2 separate regions of the Sus scrofa genome follow, and region 1 is linked to region 2. Evidence: chromatin contacts called from public Hi-C data. All regions are on one chromosome and are shown on one strand. The core of a region is the stretch at or near the end of the contact, and the rest is flanking DNA. Distances in the headings are between cores, read along the strand shown.

Region 1 (4,026 bases), core at 104-2,603, 120 kb before region 2:
CTTTAAGCTGCCTTTAAAAAGTACCTGAGGGAGTTCCCTGGTGATCTGCTGGTTAGGATTTGGGCTTTAACCGCCATGACCTGGGTTCAGTTTCTGGCAGGGGAACTGAGATCCTGCAAGCCTCCTGGAGGAGTCAAAAATTAAGAAAGAAAGAAAGAAAGAAAGAAAGAAAGAAAGAAAGAAAGAAAGAAAGAAGGAAGGAAGGAAAGAAAAAGAAAGGAAGGAAGGAGAGAGAGAGAGAAAGAAAGAAAGAAGGAAATGGCAAAGCACCCAGGAAGTAAGAGATGAAGGGATCTGGAAGATTCCATATAATAAGGTTAGGAGACATCTGCTGTCACCTCCCAGGTGTGGGGAGAAATGGAAAGAAAAGAAGAACCAATGTGGTTAGGAAGAAATCCATGTTCTCCTCTGAACAGAGCCACAAAGAGTAGTGAGTTTTGGCGACACAATGTTCTCAGGTGCCCAGGGTCTGGAAGCTTTACTTCACTGCCTCTCCAGTGAAGACTGCTGGCAGCCTCCTTGCCCTTGGCCTAAGTGGGTCTTGGCTGGAGGCTCTGCTCTGAAAAGGCTGAGGAAGCATCATGCTAGGGACTTCTGGTCGGTAACACGGTGGACAGATGGCCTTTCTTGCAGAGACCCTCACACACGCCGCGGGTATGCCAGAGCCTTGAGTACCTCCAGCTCCCCGCAGGCCTGAGGTAGGTTTTTGGGTAAAGCCAGGTAGAGGGGGAGGGTCTCAAATTTAAATGCTTTGGGGAGCAAGGGGGGTAACAACATTTGAAGCCACCAGGCATAAGGAAATAGGGGGAACTTTGGAGAATTGGGCAAGTTAATATTCGAACCAAAGGAATTCAGATTCAGATTTTTAAACTACAACTGCACTGGCCAAGCAAATCACTTCTACTGGCCGGAGTCACTGCCGGTTTGCGATCCTGCATTCATCTCTGCTGCGTATTCGCTTCTCCCTTGCTGCCTCAACTTGCTACAGATCCCCAGCCTGCTCCGCAGCCACTCCAGGCGCGCGCGGCGCCCAAGACCATCTCAAACTTTGGCGCGCCTCTTGAGGGCGCAGTGTCCCTTGCTGCCTTCCCAGTGTTTCTCCAGCATCTCGGGATGGGGGACCGCAAGCGACTGAATCTTGGCGAAGCTCAGAACCCCTGATGGACTACATATTCTTTCCTACAGAAATGGAGTTGTTGCGCCAGGGTGGGGAGACTAGGGGACAGGCGCAGTCCGGAGCGAGAGGGGAGCTCGGAAGATTCTATGGGCGTGGGAAGCGCCGGATCCGCGCCCGCTGCCCGGCTGAGGGGCGGGGGCCGCTGCAAAGGGAAGCCCCGCCCCGCGTATCCCCGCCCCCTCGCTCTAGAGTTTCGGCCTTGGCTCCCACCCTGCACTGAGTCCCGGGACCCCGGGAGAGCGAGAGGTGTATGTTTGTTTTCTCTGCCCGCGCGGGGCAGCGCTTGCTCTCTTCAGAAAGCCCGGAGCGGTCGGACACTTGGGATAACTTCTCCTACCGGCCCCCGCAGACGCCCTTGCAGCCGCTACCGGAGCTGGGGCATCCTCGCCCTGCGCGCCCCGGAGCCTTGCGCTGCTGTGCGCGTTCCACCTCCGCGCCTTTTTCGCGGAGCAGGACCAGGGAGAGAGAACCTGCGCCCAAGTTCTGGGCACTGCGCCCAGCGCGAGGTGCGGGATGAAGAGCAAGGCGCTGCTGGCCCTTGCTCTGTGGCTCTGCGTGGAGACCCGGGCTGCCTCCGTGGGTAAGGAGCCCACTCTCTAGTAGGAAAGCGGAGAGGTCGGGTGCGGGCGGAGAGATGGGGATACGGAGAGGACCTGGAGGCCGGACCTAACTCGGAATCATAGCGCTGCAGAGATGAAAGTGACTTGACACTTTGTGTTCGTTCATTTACCAAAGAGGAAACAGGCTCAATGCCTGGCCCAAGATTACCCGGCGAGTTGGTGGTCTCCTGAGCCCAGTTCCATTTCCACGACGCTGGCCCGAGACAGGGGCCTGGGCTGGAGCGTGTCCCGCGGAGCTGATACGCTCTTGGGAGGCGGGAGTGGGAAGGCGCCCGGGGCTGGCAGGCAGGAGGTGCCCCCGCAGGCGGGAACAGGCGGCGAAACGTTGTCCGTCCGGCCGCGCACACCATCCTATCCTGGACGCGGGGAAGCAAGCCTTTTAGGGACCACGAGCCGGCTTGTCCGGATGGCACCGGGCACTTAGCTCTGCCTCTGTAGAAGTCGAAAAGGGACTCAGTCTGCTGGTCCCTTTGGTTCGAACTCACATACACACCCAGTGTATGAGGTTGAGGGGCCAGGGGAGATAGACATTTTTTATTCTTCCTGGGGCGGGATGCCTCTTTCCTCGAAGAGAGAAACGGAAAATCGGGGCTTGGACCTCTGTCTGTGACAGCTTCCCAGTGTCCCAAGTCATAGTCACCTTTCTATGGAAAACAACTTATCTTTCAAAACGCTTTTGGTCCTCTGGGTAAGCACATGGTCAGAAGTTCACGTTCTGAAAACTTACTCTAGGAATTTGGTACCTAGATTTGGCGCCACTCACCACTCTCCTTGCTGTCTAAAATTTCAGTCTCCTTCAGGATTAGGAACACACATGCTCCTGATGCAATAAATATTCTCTCTCTCTCTCTCTCTCTCTCTCCCTCGCATCTTTTCTGTGGCCTCAGTTTGCTGACTTCTAAATTTCCTTGGAGGGTGAGAAAGGGGAGAGGGTGAAAAGGAGAAAAAAAGTTAAATGATTCAGGGGAAATTCCTTATAAACTAAAGAATCACGTGTCTTTTTAAAAAAGACACAAGCGTATGCAGTAATAAAATCATCTGTCTATAGTTGCTGAATTTTCTTAATCATGACTTGGTTCATCCAGGCCAGCTCTACTAGGGACACTTATTTGTCCCTGACAAGACCTCCTCTCCCCCTTCACCAGGAGAGAATGAAGGTCTGGAACATATGGTTTGTTCTGTATCCCACAAAGAAGTGAGTTGCTTTTAAGCCTGGGGTGTTTCATAGCACAGCAGTAGTAACTGAAATGCCCTGACTATAATGATGAGGTTGCCCTTTTGGAGTGTGTGACTTGCTTAATTGGATTGGGCTATAATTGATGCCATCAAATTCTAGAGACAGAGGCACTGTTGTTTTTCCTTCCTGTCTTTGAGCTGGAAGGGTAATAGTGCACAAATGAATTAATTTTGGTTATGGGATTTGAACATAGAAGAGCTTTTTATTGAGTAGCAGCATATTACTTAGAGTTATTTCTTTAGAACTTTCTGAAGAGCAGGACTCAAACTTGCCAGTGAAAATGAATGAAGCTTATTGGAGCAAAAAGAAATTGAGCATTGGTCTACAGATATGAATTTGAAGTTATCATTATTGATAGCCTTGTTGAATAGTTTTTTGTTGAAGACATGTCTCTAGAATAGTGTGGTGTTGTTTTGGCTCTCTATGAATGGAGAACCTTTTTTTTTTTTTTAACATAGGAAAGTGTGTCTAGAGTGTGAGATAATCTGTGGCAATGATTTATGAGAGATCTTCAAGAATCTCTTAGTCTGATGGTGGGGTGGGGTAAACAAAGCTTATTTAGAGCTTAGTCTTTGCTACCATTTTTTCTTCACGTGAATGTGCCCAAATAATGAGTTCTTTCTCATTTGGGACATCTTGCGAATTGTACTGTTACTGTTTTTGATGTGTTTCTCAACCTAGTGTTTCCCAGTTAAGATTGGTCTCTGTGCTCATCCCAATGAATTATTTTCATCTTCCTTTTGTTCGACAGAGAGGGACTCCGTTATTGGAAGAGTGTTCTTTTGCTTTTTAAACACTTTGCTTCATCATTTGCCTACTTTGGGGACAGCTATTTCCTTCATACTGAAAAGTGCTATGCTGATTAACTAAGCATGACCTCCCAGACCACTCGCTATCCAAGAGGGGCCTGCAGACCATGTCTGACCGAGTCATCTGAAATGCTTGTTAAAATGCAGATTTGTAGGCCTAGGAATATTCTGACCCAGCTAATG
Region 2 (4,503 bases), core at 472-2,971:
CAGAGATCTCATTTCAGAGTGGCCATGAACGGAGAAAGGTTAAGAGAACTCCAGTGACCAAGGCGTTCCAAAGAAGGGGATCAGGGGACAAGCACAGCTGGGAAGGAACAATCCTAAGATTTTGTGATCCCAGGCCAAATTCCACGAGTGCCTCAGAAGGCACCTGGCCACACTCATAACTGCATGCGGAATTAAAACACAACGACCTTCCTTGTCTCCTGCTGACTTGTTTTGGGTGTGCCCTTGAGATTCCAGTCCCGATTCTCCACTCAGGGAGTGGAATCTTGGAACATGCTCCTTTTTTTTAACCTTCAGCCTCGCCTTTTTGCCTATGCACACCCCAATTCCAAAAAACTGCCCTTCTTGAAACCGTTTTCATCATTACTCCTGCTGCTTCAAAGCTTTTCCCTCTGCTGCCCACAGAGAGGAGCTGTCATGTCTGGGGCCTCCTGGCAGAGGAAGAGAGGGAAGCTGAGTCATTGTTCATTAAGCATCATGATCCTGCCTCAGGACCTTTGCACATTGGCCTGGACACTTTATTGAGATACTTGCCTCACCTTGAGTCTTAGCTTATTTTTTATTATATTTATTTATTTATTTATTTATTTATTTAGAGCTTCCCCTGTAGCATATGGAAGTTCCCAGGCTAGGGGTTGAATAGAAGCTGCAACTCCTGGCCTACACCACAGCCGCAGCAACGCCAGACCCGAGATGCATCTGTGACCCACATCACACTCACGGAAACACTGGATTCTTGACCCACTCAGCAAGGCCAGGGATCAAATCAGCATCCTCATGGACACTAGTTGGGTTCATTACCGCTGAGCCACAATGGGAACTCTGCTTATTTATTACCTTCTTACTAAGGTCCTCTTTATGGTATTTAATACCACGCATTTTCCCATCTTCCTTACGCTACTTTCTTTTCCTTGTTTCCATATACCTATCTAGAACACACCACGTCATTTTCTTATTTCCTATGCTTATTGCTTATTGTCTGTTTTATCCAACTGGAATCCAAGGTCACTGAGGGCATGGGTGTGTCCCAAGTTCACAGAGCATGCCTGCATGTGGTAGGTGCCCACTGAGTGTCCCCTGGTGGATGAATGCTCTCCAGCAGGATGATGCATTATTGTCTCCATTACTGCTGTTGTGCTACATGGCCAGTGGACCCTGATGTCATCACAGTGGCACATGGTATTAGGCATGGGTAACATCTCTGCTCCAGGATCCTCTGAGATAGTCTCAATGTTCAGTCAAGTCTCCTTAGACACAGAGGAGTGAAACAAAAGATAAGTAATTGATCTCTGATAGTCACTTCATATCAAGGAGAAAATGTTTGATGCCCCATGGGCACATGTATTAACAAATGCTTTGAAAATGGGAGTGGTGGGGAGTTCCTGTTGTGGCTCAGCGGAATGAACCCAACTAGTATCCATGTTGACGCAGGTTCAATGCCTGCCCCACTCAGTGGGCTAAGGATCCAGTGTTGCTGTGAGCTGTGGTGTAGGTCGCAGATGTGTCTTGGATCCCACGTTGCTATGGCTGTGGTGTAGGCTGGCAGCTGCAGCCCTGATTCAACCCTAGTCTGGGAACTTCCACATGCTGCGAGTGCGGTCCTAGAAAATAAAAAGAAAAGAAAATGGGAGTGATGAGAGTGGAGGAGAGGCGAATTACAAAGCCCTGAGAACTGTTCCTTGCCCCGGACTCTCATGAAGTCAGGAGGTGGCAGGCCAGCAAACACTGACCACACTCCAATCAACAAGGTCAGCGAAGAATTTACATGCAGGAAGTCATCTATTTTTAATATTGCAATTGCTTTCCTGTTTTCCTTTATTCGGTATGTTACCACAGGAGCCCCATTCCAAGAGTTTTGTTTGAATGCTTTCCTCTCCTATTTTTCTTTTTTAAATTTGGATGCAGCCTGGTATTTTCAGAGAGCCAACGTTCTCCTATTATTTAAAGAAAACCAGGAGGCCGGGTCAACTGTCAGGCTGAACAATGCCGGGCTGATGCAAAGTGTGAGGGTCACAAAGGTGGAGATGCTAAATGGTTGGGCTGAAAGGGAGCTCTCTTCTGGGGACTGGTACAAAAGGGTGTGCCTGGAGCAGAGGAGGGCTGGAGGTATGCTGGGTGAGCCAGCCCAGCGAGGCAGGAGGTTTCTTGCCAAACTGGCAGGACTTGAAGTGAGTCCCTAGCAATCCACCCCCATCTCAGTCCTACCTCACCACACCCCCGTGGAGCGAAAGTGAGACATTCCTTTCATACCCAAAGCTGTCCAAGCCCCTCCTGGATGTATTTATCCAGCCAATTATCTGTTATTCAGCTGAGGTTGTGTAGACTTTGTCTTTTCCGAGATTGCAAAGTTTCCCAACTGTTTGATTAGAACGCTGTGCAATCAACCCTGTTTACTTTATCCTTTCATTAGCCCTTTGCAGTGCCATGATTGGCAAAGCCTGGATGGGAACAGAAGCAAAAGGTGTCAAGAGATTTTTTCCCCAAACACAGATTCTGTATTGTAACACAATGCTTTTTGAGCTACATCCTGGCTAAGGCTGTTTGCCGGGTTGCAAATCCTCAAGACTGTCTTCCCTTCTGTGTGGCTGAACTTGAGTTGCTGAACTGTGGGTTGTTCCTTGAGTTTTCTCCCTGGTCTCCCATCAGTCTCCCTGGCCCTGGTTCTGGGGCATTTCAGCTCCTTGGCAGCAGTCGCAAGGAGGGCACTTCCCTTGCTGAGCATCGGCCCTGGACTTCCTGCCTTGACCTTGCAGGTGTTTCCGTAATTTCTCCTGGAAATCTGGATGGTCCCGTGCGCCTGCAAGTCCTAGATTTTTGCCCCCCACCTCTTTCTACGCTTTGTTTGATGTCTCTGAGTCATAGTCACATATCCAGTTTAGGTTGCTTTTTTGCTGGTAACTGGTTCTACTTATTTTTCTGGTGACTTCAGCAAACTCATAAGGGAAATGCTTTTGTAGATCAGAAAAACTTGAAGTGCACTCCCCTTTCACAAAGATCAAGGTCAACACTGCAACTGAGACAGAAACCACCCCCAATTTTTCATATTATAAATGATTTTAAACATTAACCCATGAAGCCAAGTGGAGTTGTGCAGTGAGCAAGGCTAACCCCATATTAAAAAAGGGAACTTGTCAAGGTTAAATTGTTGATCAAAGCAGAAGCCCAGCAAAGAACTCTCACCACCAGTACCATCTCCAGAACTGGAGCGAAGTTTGAGGAAAATAGAGCATTCTGCCTTATGAGATTCAAGGAGCTATCCCTTTGTTTAAACCCTTGTCATTGTTGTCTAAGGCATCCCTGTGCTTTGAAAGAAAAATTGCATTATTTGAGTCAGAATTGGCTTATTAGTATCCCATACCTTGTTCAACAAACAATACAGGAAATACATATAATATAACATAGGCTTAAAATTGAATAACAGGGCCAGAGAAATACAAATTAGAACAAGAATGGAGATGAGGGAACCAAAAAGATCTTACAAAGCAATAAAAATTGAGCAGTAAATTTGCCTCAGAGCTGCCTGATGACCAAAGCAAAGAAAGAAACAGGGTTATTTACACAGATGTTATTATCCACGGGGGGGGGGGGAATCCATTTCTTCCATTTCTTCAAGAAGCAGAGCATTTTGGAGTTCCCATTGTGGCTCAGGGGTAACGAAGCTGCCTAGTATCCATGAGGACACAGGTTTGATCCCCGGCCTCACTCAGTGGGTTAAGGATCTGGCATTGCTGTGAGCTGTGGTGCAGGTCGAAGATGTGGCTCAGATCCCAAGTTGCTGTGGCTGTGGTGTAGCCTGGCAGCTGTAGCTCCGTTTCAGCCCCCTAGCCCCATATGCCACAGGGGCGGCCCTAAAAAGCAATGCATTTTGCTTTTATTTTTGAAGGAATTGTCTCCTGGAAGGCCTCAGCAAATCAAGTAACATTTTCATAAGGCCATCTATTTCAGGATATGTCCATGAGGTGAAACCTTGGGTAGGCTGCAGAATCTCTCTGAATCGCAGTTTTTCATATCCATCCATTTTAGGGGGATCCATCACCCATGCCTGGGCAGAACTGTTGATTCATTTCAATAAATGTGTCTAAAGACTTCATGTGTGAAGCACTGTGCTAGGTGTTCTTGGAATATAAGATTAAAAAATATATATATATATGGACTTCGTCCCCTGGATCCATGGCCCAGTGAGAGGGATATATAAATACAAAAATAATTCTCACACAAGGTAACTTGTTATCCTAGCTATGACAGCATACCATAGACGGGGTGGCTTAAACAACAGATATTTATTTTTCAGAGTTCTGGAGGCTGAGAAGTCCAAGATCAAGGCACCCAGGGACCCAGTATCTGGTGAGAGCCTCCTTTTCTGTTTGCAGTTGGCTGTCTTCTTGTACCATCACCTGGTGGAGAGCAGAGGTGGAGCAAACTGTCCTGTCTCTTCTATAGAAGGGAACTAATCCCATTCCTCCCTCATGACCTACTCATCTCCCC

The links. A called contact is a pair of places that touch in the nucleus more often than the background predicts.
Region 1: a Hi-C map of liver shows a contact between it and region 2, with 4 times the contacts expected there. The contact joins the promoter of KDR here to the enhancer-like site in region 2. A contact is called at or near these places in 9 of 47 Hi-C or Micro-C datasets (alveolar macrophages, heart right ventricle, liver and 5 more) and 1 of 2 datasets of contacts at active chromatin or transcription factors (skeletal muscle).

What each region holds. Positions count from the first base shown.
Region 1 is chr8:41,853,706-41,857,731 of Sscrofa11.1, reverse strand. KDR (vascular endothelial growth factor receptor 2) reads left to right here and starts at 1,353. Exons shown (of 30, transcript XM_003128987.6): 1 at 1,353-1,757. The coding sequence starts at 1,691.
Region 2 is chr8:41,733,154-41,737,656 of Sscrofa11.1, reverse strand. No RefSeq gene overlaps it. Among named protein-coding and RNA genes, the nearest start is that of KDR, 120 kb to the left of the region's middle. Within about 2 kb of position 1,721, at least 15 of the 83 cell types and tissues checked have an H3K27ac peak or open chromatin away from gene starts, as enhancers often do. A contact at or near this core is called in liver and omental adipose tissue, where this site is marked.